2 separate regions of the Mus musculus genome follow, and region 2 is linked to region 1. A link is a contact called in public promoter capture Hi-C data. All regions are on one chromosome and are shown on one strand. The core of a region is the stretch at or near the end of the contact, and the rest is flanking DNA. Distances in the headings are between cores, read along the strand shown.

Region 1 (4,145 bases), core at 670-3,169:
ACCAACAGGTAAAAGTACTTGCCATGCAAGCCTAACGACTTGAGTCACCACGTGAAAAGCTAGATGCATGTGGGGTGCACAGCTGTAATCCCAAAACACCTGCATCAAGATGGGAGCATCATCCACAACCTTCAGACCAAGTAGCCTGGCACAGACACAGCCTCACCCAAGGAGGAGGAGCTAGCCAACACCCAAAAGTTGTCCTCTGCCCTCCACGTGCATGCCATGACACTCATGTATGCACATTCACACATAGTCACAGGGCCACACACACACACACACACACACACACGCGCGCGCACATAAATAATTTTTTAAAAATGGAGCTGGGCAGTGATAGCACATGCCTTTAATCCTAGCATTTAGGATTAGATTTCTGAGTTCGAGGGCAGCCTGGTCTACAGGGTAAGTTCCAGGACAGCCAGGGCTACACAGAGAAACCCTGTCTCAAGAAAAAAAAAAGGAAAACAGAGAAAAGAGACCATAACTTCAAAGACAGTTGAACTTGAGAGCTAGAGACAGTTCAGGGGTAGAGTGCTTGCCTACGTAATTAGTCACTTTTCTGGGGCTGGGATAACATACCCTGACCAAGGAAACTTACAGAAGGAATGGTTTTCTTGGGCTTACAGTTTCTTGGGGATAGAGTCTGTCATGGCTGCAAGCAGCAAACGTTGCAGCCAGAGCATCAACAACAACAAAAAGGGAACCTGGGATAACACAAGTCTTAAAATTCTCAAAGCCTGCCCCCCCCCCCCGTGACACCCTTCCTCCAGCAAGGCCACACCTCCTAAATCTCCCCAAACAGAGAAACGGAGGCACGATCTGGGGACCAAGTGCTCCAATACATGAACCTGTGGAAGACAGTCTCCTTCCAGCCACCACGCTTAGCCTACAGACGGCCCTGGATGCAAGCCCCAGCAGGAACAATATTGAGCAGAGAGCAGCCCCCAGGTAATGTAAAGTCGGGGGCTCAAGGATGTGCCTGGACAATAGATCGTAACTGAAGGGGAAAAGGACATGGAGATATAGGAAATACATTCAGGGGGAAGTTTATGTTTCTACGCAACGGAAGACAAGATTGTATTCTGTAAATACCAGGGAAAGGGATTTATGCAGGTAGACGCATGTCTTGACTCCAGATTCTTCTGTTAATATGTAAAAAATGCAAACACATCATATTTATTCTGATGAGCAAGACACATCAGATCCAAAAATTACTTTTTGCATATTAATTTGTGTGTATGTATGTGTGTTATGTGTGTTGCTAGAGCTTTGTGAATGCTAGGTTACTAGGCACACTGTTGCTGAGATACATGCTGGTTTTCATTTCCTTACCTGAAATGGAGCCTCATGTAGCCCAGGCTGGCCTGGAATTCACAGAATAGCAGAGGATGACCTTTTGTCTCCGTCTCCCCAAATGCAGGATGATAGGTGTGTGCAACTGTATCTGATTTTGATTTTGAGATAGGATCTTATGTAGCCCAGCCTGACCTTGAACTCACTATGTAGCTAAAGCTGGCTTTGAACTCCAGATCCCCTTGTCTCCCTCTCTTGAGTGCTGAGGTTGCAGGTGTGCAATACCGCATCTGGCTTCAAAGGTAATACGGTTTCAATGAAGGCGCATCTGCTGAAGAAGCAAGTGATTACAAAACAAATTTGCCAATTTCTGTCCCTGCAAGTTAGCCATTGGGTGGATCCTCATGAAGATTCTGTGCTCTGCAAGACCCTGAAGTGTCACAGGATGACACTCCTTGCCCTGTTAGCTCACGTGAGACTGGGAGCTCGTCTTGAGCTCTCAGCCCTTGTTTGTCCTGATGTGGCTTCAAATAAGGGTGGGGAAAGACTCAGTCCCTCCCTTAGCCCAGAGAGAGAGCTTCTCCCGTATATGGGATATAATTGCAGTTTAAACGCTTTTGATTTATATTCATACCAGACACAGTGTGGTTGTAGCTAGGATATAAATAAACATTGTATAACTTTGGTCTCAATGTGGACGGAGGCCTGTCTTGAAATTGGCTGCCAAAATGAATGATTCCTTGGAAAACAAATACACTTACTCTCTTATATATAGAGAAAAAAGGCCTCCGGAGGGAAAACCAACATTAAACTAATTGCTGTTGGCTAATTGCGCAATATTGACCTCAGGTAGACAGCTTTCATTTATTTTTCTAAAAACTGAAATGAGGCCTCAGGGAAAAATACCTCAGGATGCTGTTTCCAAACATGAGTCATTAAAATATTTTGGCACCAAAATTTCCTGTTAAAATGCTGTGAGTGGAAAAAGCTGGACTTGACACATATTAAGCCTACTCAATGGATTCTTTTACTCCATACCGGGAAATTAATGAAAATAAGCCTGGTCTGGAGGTCTGGGATGGATTTTAAAATGATTTGGAGTGAAGAGAGGAGAGAATGAACCCGTTAAAATGGAAAGTTCACTGTGAGGGTTAATTCAAGTATCTGCCGCGACAACGGAGGCCATTGTTTAACTTGAAGCATTTGTAGTTGTCAGGATCTATGGGTCCGTCAACAGGAATCTAAGCCATCTACTGAATGGCTATCACATTTACATCATGTAGAGTTGAAAACCTGGTAGGTGAAACTACCTTAAGTCAATACTATCTGTGCACACTCAATACATTGTAGCTGCTGTTACTGCAAATTCCTGTTCATATAGAAATGACTAGTCATTGTGCCATACACCTTTTATCCCAGCACTTTGGAGGCCGAGGCAGAGGGATCTCTGTGAGTTCAAAGTCAGCCCTTGTCTTTGGCTGCCCTGGTGAATGTTTTCCATTTTCTCTCTATAGCCACCCTCTGTTTTTCTCTGCAGGAGGCTGGCCCTGACTCCACTGCATGATCAGGAGCCTTCTACTCTGGCTTCAGTTCTTTCTCATCAATAGAAGATAGCAGCAGGAGAGAGGAGTTGGGGACAGTCTTTGACCCTTTCCACTTATTACCCTGAGACCGTTTGGCTGGGGGTATCTCACCCACACCAGAACTTCAGCCTACAACTCTGCCAAAATGTCATTTCGGACCCAAACACTGCCCAAGATCAGGATATCACTATGACTTCCTACCGCTAGATCTTCTCATTTGCCTGTCCTCAAGGGGACCTCAAACTCAATGTCCTAGGCCAGCCTTGAGGCCCAGCCTCTTCCTGCTTTCCCTACCCTTTCTGAATTGGATCCTTCACTTTGGTTTCTGATTTCAGTTATCCAAACCAGGACTCTGTAACTATCCACACCTCCTCCTTTTCTTGACTTCATTCCTTTAAATCTATCACCCGCTGCCACGGATGCGGGTCACTACTGGAGTGGATGTGGCAACCCCCCTCTCCATCCTTCAGACCCTCATAACTTGCCCAGTGTTGGCTTCCTATTATTCCTAGCCTACAGTCTCACCCCCATGGCGCTTGCTATCCCTTGGCTTCAATTCCTGTTGCTCCACCATCACACTCAGGATGAAATCCAAGCTCCTTCCATGACATGGTCCTTGCCTGGTGCTCTGGTCTCCATGTGCACTCTGAGCCCTGTGCCTGGTGCTCTGGTCTCCATGTGCCTGCTGGGTTCTCACACTTGTCGTACATAGCCTTTGTGCTGTTGCCCACGCTGGTCCTTTTTCTGGAAGATTCTTGTTCCCTATCCTGCCGAGCTCACTGTTTCTCAAGCTGTAGTACCCAAGTGAGCAGGCATTCTCAGGACCACCCAAAGTCTCCCCTCAGTGGCAAAGGATGAACTCCTGCTAGGCTGTGCATCTGCTTGCCAATCTGTTCCTAGTAGAATAAAAGACACTTGGGAAGGAGGTGTTTCTTGGAATCTCTGGTGCCCTGGACAGGCATTCAAAAGTGCTTGCTAAGTGTTTTCTGAATGAATAGAGCAGCTAGCTAATCAATGTGGTGAGCAAATGAAGGATGGATTGGTTAATTAATATGATGAGTGAATAACTAATCACTGGGTTCTGTCCTGGGTTTGGCCCATAGTGTGGGGTTTCTGCAGCACAGTTTGCCCTGAATCTTGCTCAAGCCTTCATCAGGTCTTCTGGCTGTGGCCAGTGCTGACCCCGTGGCCTAAACTCCATCTTCTCCATCTTCAGCTCATTTGTTCTGCTCAGTTTCAACCTTTTCCCCCTTGCTCCATCTCCAT
Region 2 (4,746 bases), core at 1,551-4,050, 220 kb before region 1:
TGCACAAACAGAGGCCAGAAGAGAGAGCGTTGGCTATCCAGGAGCCGAGTTACAGTTGTGAGACACCCGATATAAATGCTGGAAACTAAACTCGGGTCCTCAGGAAAATCGGGAATGACTCTTAAACTCCTGAGCCATCTTTCCAGCTGCTATCTAGGTGTTTTTTAAGGTTTTTTTCTGTTGAGGGTCACAGTGTATAGCTCTGACGTGTCTAGAGCTCTCTATGTACACCAGGCTATCCTCAAACTCAGAAACCCACCTGCCTCTGCCTCCTGAGTACTGGGACTCAAGGCATGAGCCAGCACACCGAACAAGATCTCCCCCTAGTGGCTGGTTTCTTAGAAGTTGGCATGTACTGTGACTGGGTGTGTTTCTCTGTCCTTATTCTGTTTGGGTTTCACTGAACTTCTTGGATGCCCGTACAGATACATTTCATCAGATTTGAGACTTCTCCATCCATTATTTCCCACACACACATGCTTCCTTCCGGTATTCTGATGTTCGAATGCCAATTCTTAGTTCCTATGAGCTAAGATAAAGCACCACCAACAGACCAAAGTAACCGATAACCGGTGACCTGATGAACCGGTGAGCGGCCTGGGCTTTACAAAACAGCCGAGTCACCAAGAAATCCTGCTGAGTCATGGTTGACAACTTTATAGAGACCTAATGTCAGTTAACCCTCCACCCCCATACACCCTAGCATCTTCCAGGAGCACATGCAGGAGGGAATGGTGGGTGAGAGGAGGGAATGGTGGGCGAGAGTCCGGTGGTCCTCCCCTCGTGCTTTCTACAAGTGGGAATTAAAAGCCCAACCCTGTTTCCATTTCTGTAGACCTTGCTGTCACTATTGGTTTATTTCGTTGCCATGACTACAGATGAAGCTCATGGGTTCATCAATTCACCAACTGTAGGAACGGGATAATCGTGTTATACCTAGAGATAAAGATATACCATAAACATAAACACCTCAGAAAAGGTCATTAAGGGGTAAAACCAGACATAGTAGTCTCCAGGATTACTAAACTATGCACTCCAGGCAAAACAGCCGATGTAGGGGAGGGGTTTCTGATACCTCAACAAATGAGGAAACGGCGACCTGCGGATAACTTTTTTTTTTTTTTTTTTTGGTTTTTCGAGACAGGGTTTCTCTGTGTAGCCCTGGCTGTCCTGGAACTCACTTTGTAGACCAGGCTGGCCTCAAACTCAGAAATCCGCCTGCCCCTGCCTCCCAAATGCTGGGATTAAAGGCGTGCGTCACCACGCCCGGCTTGCAGATAACTTTTACAGTAAGACCTTCACCTCCATGCAGCGCCAATATTGAAGTTCTCCTGATCACCCAGGATGCTTTGGGGAAAGGATAGAACTATGACCCTTTCGAAACGTAAAACTAGCTGCTGTCTAAAAGACATAGTGAGAACCTTTATTCTGCCAGACCAAGAAACAGTAGCAGGGAGAAGCATGCTCCTTCCTTGATGGCACAGAACCACAGTCCTAAGTCATCAGTTATAACAGCAGCAGCAGAAGATCTCCTGTTGGTGAGACCATTACCTAAATAGGCTGTCTCAGAATGGCTTTTTTCACAAAGCCTGCAAGTTATTTAGTATACTCCATCATTCTGTTAGTATATTTCATTTTCTTCCTTTCTTTCTGTTTTTTCTTGTCTCAATTTTTATCTTGTAAATTTTATTTTACTTTATTTTTATTAATCATTCCATTTGTTTACATCTCAAATGATATCCCCCCTTCCTGATTACCCCTCCATAATCCCCCAATCCCGTTCCCCCCTCCCCCCTCCCCTTTGCCTCTATGAGAATGCTCCCCCAACCCCCACCCACTCCCGCCCCACCACTCCAGCATCCTCCTACCCTGGAGCATCAAACCACCACAGAACCAGGGGCCTCCCCTCCCATTAATGTCGGATACATATGTATCTGGCCAGTTCATACCCAGCATATTACAGAGCTGTGATGCAGAAACCCAAGAATGCAATGGCCAGCTAACTATTCAACTCTATCCCCAAAACTTACATACTGCCATCTTATTCTTTCACTGGCCTGAACTGCTGGTGTAGCTGCCAACCCCGGACAAGGGTTTCTTATACACTAGAGATATGGACGTCAATATATCTCTTTGTGTTTTACGTGGGAAAATTAGTCACATGGCCACACCCACCTATAGGGGAGTTGAGAAGACAGTCTCCAGCAAGGTTCCCTGTCCCCAGCTAAATTATAAAGAAGAGAAGAGATTGGGGAGTGGGGGACATCAACCAAGAGTACTTTCCCTTTTGAACTACGTCACACATGTGTAGTTCACAATACTGGCCACATATCAAGCCATCTGTGTGTTGACCAAAGGAAATCTTGAGTCCTGTCATCACTCATAATCCCAGCACATGGGAGGTGGAGGCAGGAAGAACTGGACCCCAAAGCCAGAGAGGTGTAGACCAGCCTAGGCTACCTGAAACCCTATCTGAAAGGGGGGAAGGAGAGGAGAGAGAGAGTGAAAAGGGCTTTTCCCTTTCTAAAAAGATATATTAAGACCTACAGTATTATTAAGCCTCTCATCGCTCTCCAGGGAAATCCTATGTACTGCCCTGACTGACACTGATTTTAGGATTGGGTGGCGGTAGCACAGCCTTTAATCCCAGAAAGCCTAGGCCAGACTGGCTTTCCAAGACAGCCAGAACTACACAGAGAAACCATGTCTCAAAAGGGGGAAAGGAAACCAGCAGGCGTGCCTGGGAGGAGAGTTCTCTGGAGGTTGCCGCCTCTGCAGTTCAACTGAAGGTTTTCCTCTCACTACCGTTTCAGGGTAGGATCTGGAGCCTATGAACAGGTTGTGATCAAACGCTAGGAGCGAAGCCAGCAGCGGGCGGAAGCTTCCCTGTGTGGACAACAGGTGTTTCAAGGTGTGTTAGTCAAGCATGTAAGAAAAACACAGAGCCTGTTTTCAAAGTGAAGTTCATCTGCGAGGAGGGAGGCAGAGCTGACTCATTCTTAAAGCATCCTGTACCATCCTTTCCCACCTACTCACCCACTGGGGGAGCATGTGAACGGATGGAGGGCGGGGCAGTGAAGACCTGGCCTGCCTCAGCACCCAGAACGAAAGGTCTGCTTGCGCTTCTGAAGCACCCGGAGAAAAACCGTACTGGACACATCTGAGGGTGATTTTAGTACTCCAGCGTACATATCTAAGTTGGGGGTGCTCAATAGGTCTGGGCTCTGTTTTTAAATTTTATATTTAAGAGACAGGACTTGAGGTCAGTTTAAACCCTATAAATTCTATCAAGATAGTTGTAATTCCTATGAAGTAAGTCCTCCATGTCCTGTTACCTCCGGCATTGTACTAAGCGTATTAACTCCTTTTATGCAGCAGTTGGCAGGAAGAGAGGAGGCTCATGCTTTGGGGAAATATTATGCTATAGCTTAAACATTTTAAATACTTTATAATTCTGAGCATTTCAGACTTAAGTCAAATGGCAAATGCATCCAAGTCGGCAGCAGGTGGCCAGAAGGAAGGCTGTGATGGTGCAGGGTCTATTATTCTAGTCATTAATACTAGATGAGTCACAAAACCCCAGTGCCACTGTCTAAGCGTAATAATCAGTCTGTAAAAATCTATAGGCAAGCTACGAGAAGAGCTGTTTCATAATCCATTCAGTACTAAGACTTGCTCGTCTGGCGGTCAGAACAGACGCAAACTGTTAGCTGGTCAGAAAGATAGCATTGTATCACAGCCAGACTTCTGTGAACTGACACTTACCGTGCTGTGCTAATGGACAGACGTCTGAGCAGCTGAGTAGCGTCCATTTCCTATTTCAGCCTCTTTGACCAGAGACCGTTTCCTTCTTTACTGTGTCAGACAGAATTTAGCTGTTTGAAGCCAGAGTATAGACTATCACATATCTCTAAGACAGCTTTCCGGGTCCAGATATCTAATCTGGATCCATGCTAACAGTACAGCACACAAGCTGTAGCTTCTCTGCCCTCACTTGGCAGTACCCATGTAGAGAGAGCTAAACTTCCCTTTGCTGAAGAGAAGCGTGAGGTTATATAGAGCCATCAATGCCCGAGTCCTCACCTTCACAATCAAGCCCTAAAACACAATAGGTCAGAACAGAATTGCTCTGGCTAAGGTAATTTTATGTTGCAATGCTTGAATATTTGGATTGGAAAGTTTGGAAAAATTGGAATTGTTGGCATTAGAATTTTTATTTTAATATCTCAGGAATGAGGTAGTCTGCATTAATCCAAACTACTTTTACAAATAGATTCTGAATTTAAAAAAAAAAAAAGATGACACCCTGTTTTGGAATATTTTGAATACTAAAAGGAAGGATTATCTGAGTCAGGGTCAGACATACTTGGAGGGCAGCACACTAGCACACATCTTGAGCAGGTTGTCCTCATAGGTGAGGACGAGCTGTCTGTTTCCAGATGAGCAGATCCATTTTATGTTACAACAAGATCAAAGTAAGTTTCAGCTAGAGTTAATGAAGACGTTACTTAAAGAGGTTTAGTCTGACAATTTTAAAGGCATATTTTTCTATTTTTAAAATATAATTTCTAGGCTATATTTTTATTGGCGCTTGTGCAAATGATTTTGGATTCTAAAGACAATAATAACCCTAGGTTGTGGGCCTGGTTCAGTGAGGCCGCTCATCAGACACATTCAGGTGCTGTAGTCAGGGCAGAGCTTAGCCTTCCCTGGCTACCTTGGCCCCATATCTTACCATAGGATTAG

What was found. Capture Hi-C pulls out chosen DNA fragments and counts their contacts.
Region 2: a promoter capture Hi-C map of adipose tissue shows a contact between it and region 1. The contact joins two enhancer-like sites. A contact is called at or near these places in 2 of 9 other capture datasets (adipose tissue and liver).

Annotation. Positions count from the first base shown.
Region 1 is chr3:108,757,820-108,761,964 of GRCm38.p6, reverse strand. The region is part of intron 5 of Aknad1 (AKNA domain containing 1); the gene reads right to left. Among named protein-coding and RNA genes, the nearest start is that of Aknad1, 20 kb to the right of the region's middle. Within about 2 kb of position 1,919, at least 42 of the 459 cell types and tissues checked have an H3K27ac peak or open chromatin away from gene starts, as enhancers often do. A contact at or near this core is called in adipose tissue, where this site is marked.
Region 2 is chr3:108,973,410-108,978,155 of GRCm38.p6, reverse strand. Fam102b (family with sequence similarity 102, member B) reads left to right here. Exons shown (of 11, transcript NM_001163567.1): 11 at 2,814-4,746. The coding sequence ends at 2,856. It also overlaps a transcript of Henmt1 not described here. Among named protein-coding and RNA genes, the nearest start is that of Gm43221, 25 kb to the left of the region's middle. Within about 2 kb of position 2,800, at least 31 of the 459 cell types and tissues checked have an H3K27ac peak or open chromatin away from gene starts, as enhancers often do. A contact at or near this core is called in adipose tissue, where this site is marked.